2 separate regions of the Triticum aestivum genome follow, and region 2 is linked to region 1. A link is a contact called in public Hi-C data. All regions are on one chromosome and are shown on one strand. Each heading gives the region's core, a stretch centred on a gene start, on an enhancer-like site or on the middle of the called end of the contact. The rest is flanking DNA. Distances are from core to core; before and after follow the strand shown.

Region 1 (4,109 bases), core at 996-3,495:
GGGTAACAATGATGACATGGAAGAATATACAGGTGCATCAATGGACATCGAAGGCCAGGATGCTGAAGTTAATATGGACAGTGATGCAACTGCTGTGGAAGATGTGCCGCTTAAGTCAGAGGCAGTAGTGGAATCGTTTGATGAAGACCAGAAACACGAAGATGCGAAGGAAGAGGGCCAGATTACTACAGCCACCGATGCCGAGGATGAGAGGGAGGAGGGGGAGTTGCCGGATGAACCTGAACAACAATCAGATAGCAGTCCCCTGGATATTGGTGAGCAAGCAGGTGATGCTTTCAGGGCAGCATCTCCAAGTGGGGCAGCAGCAAAGAGCGATGCAGACATGTCAGAGGAGATTGTAGAAGGTGATGGTACTGCTGAACTTGCTGAGGTGGAGCCAGACCAAAGCCCTCTAGCACAGTCAGGCGGAGCGGATGCATCACCAAGCAGAACCACAGATGCATCCCCTGTACGTGAACCTTCCCCTTCAAACCCAGCCATTGCTGGCGCATCTTCTGAACAACAGAATCCCGGTACCGCAGCAGAGAATGTGGGAAGAACAATCAACTTGACGGAGAGGGCAATACAAAACAGAACAAACAGACAAAACAGACTTGTACGGACGAGCACTCCACAGCCTTCCTCTTCCAGGGGTCGTTCTCGAGAAGCCGGGCGCGGACGTGGACGTTCCCGGCGAGGTGGTCAGCCATAGTGAGGTGGAAAAAAATTGGTGTCGTCGCTGGAAACTTGTAGTTGCATCTTTTGCCCAACTACGTAGACTACTTTTTGCCATGAACTACTGAACAAGCTTTGCTGCCGGAGTAAAGCATTGCATGACTAGTAGCCGTCGAGTAAGCAAATATACGCTGCCCGACTCGTTTACAAATGGTATGATACTAAGCGGCTGTGTTATGGCGCGCTCATGTGCGCTTGAATTGCTGTGAGGTCACATCACTAATTGCTACGTGAAACTGGTCATCAATCGTGTCTAAGTTCACCTTATGCGTTAAATTCAGCTCTGGTTTGTTGGCGTTGCGTGCCAGTTGCTGGGGTAGGCGGTGGCTTTCTTAAGGACGCGTGTGGGTTGTTGTCCGTTCTGACTTTTTTTGAACGCATGTACACAAGAGCCATGCTTTTTACACTTTACACTTTCGTTTTCCTTTTGCGCCTTAGGACTTAGTTTAACATGGAGCTTACATTTGCCATATGATGTACTGAGCAATAAAAATCTAAAATCTAGAAAGTGAGTGTCAACTAATCCATCTAGAACATAACACGCCCCGAAAAGCCGTTGGCAGGGCGACACAACTTAAGCCAGAGCCTTTGCCTAGATCACCGAAAACAACGTCCCTTCTAACCAAGGATCAAATTCAGATTTTCACTATGATTGGACCGAACAATGGGTCTTCTTTCATCTATACAAGCTTGTGTTTTTGTGTGGCTAACACAGCAAGCTTCATCATGCATAATACTTCATCATTAATTTATCGAACTAAAAAGAAAAATACATTGAACTACACATTATTGGCAACAACAAAGCAAAGCGAGATATGCGATGGATGCTTCCTTCCTACGCATCCATGCATACCCCATACAGGTACACTCTCCAATCACACACAAAAAACGTCGACAGCGCGCTCGCACGCAGTCGCTGATACATGCATACGCATGCCTTGCCTATGCATAGCAGCTATTTTATTGTAGCAACCAAAAGCTAGCGGAAATTGAATTGTAGCAGGCTAGCTACCCATTGATCGATAGGCGTAACGTGGACGCGTTGGCCGGCCGACTCGATCCATGCATCAGGGGGACTCCGTGGTGGCTGCGGGGCGGAAGGGGTTGGGCACCTCGAAGCCGGGGTTGGGCACCCAGGTGTCGTCGGCGCCGGGGATGAACTGCGCCCTGGCGGCGACCGGGATGCTGTGGTCCAGCCCGCCGATGTCCGGCCTGTAGTGGCTGCCCAGCTCGTACCGCCCGATCCCCGGGATCAGCACCGTCCCCTCCTGGAACGTCTCCGGCCGCTTCACCGCATCCTCCTTCCCGGCCGGGACGTCGCGCGCCGTTGCCGAGCCCGCGCACGCCGCGGCCGCCACCAGCGCCGCGAGGATCAGCAGGGACGCCGACTTGCAGGCCATGTCGATCGAGTGGCTATGTGATCGCGACTAGTGGCAGTAGCTAAGTGAGCCTCTTGCTGCTGTCTCGATCGCTGGCTGTTGCTTTCGTTGTGGTGGATGATGTTGATTGCTCGCCTTGCCGGGCTTATATAGAAGAGCGTGGCGTAAAGGCCACGGGGGAGTTCGCCCGCTGGCGCGCCGCGGGGCGGATGGGAGCTAGGAAAAGGCGGTGCGTTCAATTCGTATGCACGGCGCACGCTGTAACCAACGCCGGGCCGTGCGTTATTGTGCGCGCGCGAGTGAGCAAAAAAGGGCTTCTTCCTAGGGTGTGAATGACGTCGACGAGCATGCGGCGCGAGCGATCGGACGCGGGAAAGGGCCGTACGTGGACGACTGGCAGGGCGCGGTTGAGTTGGTTGCTTGCGTCGTACGTACCGTTCGATTGGGGGCGCGCGCGAGGAGGGAGGGACCCTGCGCCGCGCGGTTGTTGGTCTAGAAGCCATGCCAGGTCCGGAAGCTCCAGCTACCCTCGCCTGCTCTTTATGGCGCCGCCGCGATCGACCACGGGGAGGCTACTTATTTCCTTTCTCTTGCTATATCTCCATTTTGCCACATTTGTGTGGCAGATTTTCCGGACACGGTGTTTTGGCTCCTAGGTGCATATGCACCTATTGTCTAAATACACATTTTGAAAAGTTAAAATTTTTGAAACAAAAATCCCGCGGGTATATCCGGACATTCTATGTGCATGCACAAAGTTTCGGTGAAAAACGATGTTTTTTGCGGCTTGTGCAAAAAAGATAAAAAAATGCAAAATGAATAGTTGTAATGAAGCATCAGAAATTGTCTTTTTTACACAAGCCACAAAAAACCTCGTTTTTCACCGAAAACTTTGTGCACGCACATAGAATATCCGGATATACACGCGAGATTTTTGTACAGAATTTTTCAACTTTTTAAAATGTGTATTTAGATAATGGATGCATATGCACCTAGGAGCCATTGCCCAATTTCCAGATTTTCCAATGTACTACTTGTAGCTTTGATTTACCTAGCTTTGATTCACACCAATAATTATGAACATTTACATTACCAAATCAATATCACTGGATCTATTGAGAAATGCATTTTCATAAATGTATTTATTGGATATTGCATATGTTGATCTTTTCTAAATAGTTCATCAGACTTAAAGCTGTTTAACTTAATACGAAACTAAGTGGTCTTGTATAGATCAAAGGAAGGAATTTTTATTATTCCTGCCCTGCATCGGACATTTGACTTTGCAGCTACATTGTCAGGATTAGGGAAGGTGGCCCAACTAATTTTTTTTTTTTGAATATTTGGCCCAACTAATATTATTGGTGTGAATCTCCATTACAAATCTGACGGCAGATACAGCGTGCAATCACGAACGATTTGCAACTCACAACAAACCAAAGACTGAACTTTATTGTTAAGTCCGCACAAATTAACCAGAATGCACAATGTCTTTAGTATGTTCTTTTTTTTGCATGCACACATGTGCTAAAATAATCAGATCAGATAGTAATAACATATATCGCACAATAAAGTACACCCATATATCGGATGGCAGATACATCAGCATGAAACCTCAAACCAGTATTTGACACGCAGGTTAATTTGGCGAATTCAGACGTCATGAATCTGCTGTCGATGCTATTCTAATGTACAAAGTCAGGCCGAAGCAGGCGGGTAACATTCTATTTTCATGGTGGTGTTTACCTTATTTTGATCATTCTGTGAACGAATGGCGAAAGTATAATCTCTCCAACAACATTGGCTAGTAAACCGCCAGCCACAAGCTGCAGTATCCAGCCATACTGCAGGTTCTCCTCTTGCATGTTACTGACTCTATCCCACAGTCATCGTCGGCCCTGCATCTGTGGCTAGGGAACACATCTGGTATGTGGCACGCACTCTCCCATGGGGAGCCAACGTTCTGCCGGAAAATTGTCTCTGGACAGACTTTGG
Region 2 (4,109 bases), core at 169-2,668, 630 kb after region 1:
GAGTTGAACAGTACTCAGACAGCAACTGCTGGATGCGTTCCACATCCAATGCCTCGTTCTCCTCCTTGGGTAGAGGCATCATGGGAAAGGTTGACATGAAAAATTCCACAACGGCATCAGGATCTGGGTGCTGTGCTGCGGTGGCCGCAGCCTTGTAGGCGCTGTACTGCCTCAACATAGTTCCCTCAGTGTGTCCTTGTTGCCTTGCCAATTTCATTGCTCCCCAAAGATTGACCTCGGTGAAGAGCAGACAATGCATGGCCTGGTGTTCAGACATCATGCCAAAGTAAGCGCGGATGTAAGCAACGAGGCCACGAAGGGAGCGGTATGCGACGAGAACAAGGCTGCGTGAGCAGATCATGGTGGCCGGAGAGAGCCCTCCTGCCGGCGGGAAGGTCGCGTTGTACCAGAGCGTGTTGAGCACAATGTTGGAGACGGGGTCCGTCGATGGCCCGTAGCAGTGGCCAGCCTTGAGGAGGCACCGGTGGTGGTGCGTACGCAGGCCGTCCGTCGGCAGCAACGCGAGTCCCTTGAGGTAGAATCCGTAGATCTTCTGGAGCAGGGTGCTTCGCAGAGATTTTGTAGGAACGAACGGCGGCGGCCTGTTCAGCTCCAGATGAAACTGCGGTGGTGTTACTCCGGCGAGGGCTCCAAGCTTCCGCCGGGGCTTGATCAGCAATGTGTGGATGCTCTCGATGGCGTTGCAGGAGAGGCAGCCGCCTTCGGTCGCCAGGAGCTGGGACAATTGCTCCATCCGAGAGGCGAGCGAGTAGGACCTGTTGACGAGGGCCCTGGGCATGGGGTGGCAGGCAGCCAAGGCGGCGCACTTGAGGGCCGTCTTGGTGGTCCGGGACGCGAGGCTGAAGCTGCCGCTGGAGTTGCGGTCCTCCTCCACGAGCCGCACTGGCCAGGCAGAGATACTCGAGCGCCTCGCAGGCGGGGAGGCGGGGGAAGTAGCAGGTGAGGAACGCGACGAGCGCCCTGAGCGACCGCTCGGCGATGGGCATGCCGCGGAGGAGGCGGCGGGGAGGCGGCCAGCGCTTGGCCTTCCCGGTGCCGGAGACCGCCCGGGAGAGCGCCTTCCGTCGCCCCCTCCTCGCCTTCTTCTTCTCCTTCTCGCCGTCGTCGGGCGTGGACGTCGCCGCGGCCGCGGGCTTGCGGCGGCCGTAGGAGGAGACGGTGTTGACGATGATGTTGGAGACGGGGTCGGCGAAGCCGACGCAGAGACCGGCCCTGAGGAGGCGCGGGGCCAGCGCCGGCATCTCGTCCAGCGGCAGCCTGTCCAGCGCCGCCGCGTAGAACCCGTTGATGGCCTCCAGCGCCGCCGATTTGTTGCGGGAGATGCGCTTCGAGCTGTCGCATCTGTAGGGGCGATCGGCGTGGGCACGCTCGCTCCGGCGGCGCTTGAGAACCATGGCCGGGAATTTCGCGGCGCTGTGATTCGGGAATTGACGGCCGGGAAGATTGTGCTATGTTTTTTTTTAGTTTGGGAAGATTGTACTATCATGAGGAGACTGGAACGTGCTTTGTGGGCCGGCCAGCCATTGGGCCGCTTTGACGACGAGCGGTGCGGTGGGTTGGGTGGGGTGGGGGACTCGCCAAGGGTGAGGAGGGATACTCCGTATTTCTCTGGGCTAGGGGTAGGCCTGGGATTTCGCATCCCTAGGGTTGCAGATCTAGAGTCATCAAGACCCAGACGCAGCCGCCTGCTGCTCCACTTTTTCACGCCTCCAACCACCCCCTCTCCCTGTCTCTCGTGGCCGAGGAAAGGAATATGGCCATGGAGTCGGATGGGAAATTTTGCAGAGGTGATGCCTCCCCCCTCCCCCTCTCTGCGAAAAAAGGAGGTACGGAGGGCGCCCCGACGAAACCCAATCCTGTCACGCCGTCGTATTGCGGTAAATAATCCTTCCTTTGCATCTTTTCCGTGTATATATAGAGTAATTTGTTTTTCCTCTGATCCTGCAGGTTCTTTAAGCTGGGACGTCACAGATGCATACCAACCCAAGATGACAGGCGCACCTGCACGCTGTCACTGGATCTGCACCAATGGATAGATTGGTGTTTTTTTTCCTTTCTCTGCAGAAAGCAATGATTTGTGTTTCCCAGCTAGCCTGTAGCAAAACAGGTTTTATCGAAGGATTAGTAATTGTATTTTTCAGCGGAAAAGGAAAAGAGGAAGGCTGTGTCCTCGAATTTTTGGATCGATTGATGTTCAGAAGGAGGAGACGGTTTTATTTTCTTCTGCTGCTGGAAAGGAGGTTGGTTGCTTGTCTAAATTTAAGGTCTTGATTGTTTCATCTCTATCTGTTTTAAAGGACGGGGTGTTCATTGCTGCAAAATTTCCAGCTCGCTTATACTCCGTATTGGTTGCGGTCAGTGTTTGTGTGTCTCCTTTATTATTCATATTTTTTACAGCGCAGCTCCCCAGATTCGATGCAAAAAGTAAGATGCGTTTTCTACAAACAGTGTGCTCTGCTCTGCCCGTTACTCTATGTTATTATTACGGTCAGGGTTGATTGATGGGACGCGCACTGTACCGTCCTCGTGATTTCCTGCCAAACCATGCGACTAGCAGTTTTGTCCTCGACCCACTGCATGTTTAGGTGCGCCGTACAGTAACTCTAGGCCGGATACAAACGGACAGGCATTTTCATTTCCTCGCCCGCTCCCGCTGGGGTTAGTGCTTGCTACGTTGTACACCCGTCCGTTCTAAAACACTTGAATTTTTTTAGATTTCACTAAGAGCCCTCCCTTGAGAAACGCCCCCAATAAGTGTTATTTTGGCTTTCCCAAATGATTTAGGGAAGGTTTACATGTGAGGTGCTTTATCAAAACTGCAATGCTAAATCTAACTTTGAGGTCCTACTTGTCAATGTGATGTTATTCTCGAGCGTCGGTGGCGGCTTGGAGGGAGTCCATTGGGAGGGCACTTGTTGGAAGTGGGATGAGAAATCTGATGTGGCACTTGTTGGAACAAGCATTGGGAGGGCCAAAATTTCCAATATTTGAGGGAGATGGGGCTGATTATTGAGACGTCTCAATAATTTACTGGGAAAAGGGAGTCCAGCCGAGCGTATTGTTTGTTCAATTCCCCAAATACGAGAAAATTATTGGAAAAGGGGAGGCTCTTGAAGATGCTCCTAAGTCTGTGTAAAAATATACCGTCATCTACAACACCCAATTAGTTTTATTAGATTCATTTTAATGTATATTCTTATATTATATATATTAGATTCATTTTAATGTATATTCTTATATTATATATATTAGATTCATTTTAATGTATATTCTTATATTATATTTTTCCCTATAAGTTGGTCGACTGAAGGACTTTTGACTTAGGACAAACCTAAAACTTTAAATATTTTGAAGCAGAGCAAGTACTAATTATCGGTTTCTACTTCATTGTGTGTTGTCTTTTGCAGATCTTTCAGCGAACATGATGACAAGCAGATCTTTTAGTGGTTGTGGTATTTTATTGTTCTTTGTACTCAAATTATTTGTCTTTTGTATCCAAACAAATCTTTTGAGCAACTCATAGGGTTTCTACCCATGCAACTTTTTCAACATTTCTCATCGGCTTCGCTTAAGCATCACTAATTGTATATATCTTGTTTGTGTGTCATGTGTAGGTCTGACGAAATCATCTAAAGAAAGGACATATGATGAGAAAATGCATTCACAAGTATTTGAGGGGGGCATTGGTTCACGTGGCCTTCAAGGGATATATTTGGATAAAATTTCCTAGCCCTCCAAAGGCATATTCGTAAGTAACGTCAACAACATAATATTTTGGTTATAAAAGTGAACAAATGGATGAGGATCATAGATCAAACAGATGTCTCTGCATGTTAGATGTAGTATTTTTAGGTGTGGCTAGCTCTCATCTAGATGAGAATTAACTAAATCTCAACCAACTCACAGAGACATTCACTTCTATTTTTCCTTTTTTTTTAATATTTTGTTTCTTGGCTTTTTACTATATTTTTTTCTTAGAAAATACATATGTGTAGTTGATACATGGTAAACTCATAAGCTTGCTCCTGTCGCCGCCAAATGACTAGGGTGCATATCAAAGTTCTAAATGCACCGTAAAAAATAATCAA

The links. Hi-C and Micro-C count contacts between places; a contact is called where the count stands out from the background.
Region 2: a contact with region 1 is called in a Hi-C map of leaf, with 7 times the contacts expected there. The contact joins the promoter of LOC123145528 here to the promoter of LOC123145521 in region 1. A contact is called at or near these places in 2 of 5 Hi-C or Micro-C datasets (both in leaf).

The regions. Positions count from the first base shown.
Region 1 is chr6D:421,415,005-421,419,113 of IWGSC CS RefSeq v2.1, forward strand. It overlaps LOC123145521 (putative cell wall protein), which reads right to left and starts at 2,246. Exons shown (of 1, transcript XM_044564949.1): 1 at 1,456-2,246. The coding sequence starts at 2,135. The coding sequence ends at 1,803. It overlaps LOC123145520 (nuclear-pore anchor), which reads left to right. Exons shown (of 48, transcript XM_044564948.1): 48 at 1-1,015. The coding sequence ends at 712. It overlaps LOC123145522 (alpha-mannosidase I MNS5), which reads right to left. Exons shown (of 17, transcript XM_044564950.1): 17 at 3,643-4,109. The coding sequence ends at 3,919.
Region 2 is chr6D:422,046,711-422,050,819 of IWGSC CS RefSeq v2.1, forward strand. LOC123145528 reads right to left here and starts at 1,419. Exons shown (of 4, transcript XM_044564958.1): 1 at 1-1,419. The coding sequence starts at 799. It overlaps LOC123145532 (a long non-coding RNA gene), which reads left to right and starts at 1,647. Exons shown (of 4, transcript XR_006472318.1): 1 at 1,647-2,261; 2 at 3,429-3,473; 3 at 3,636-3,769.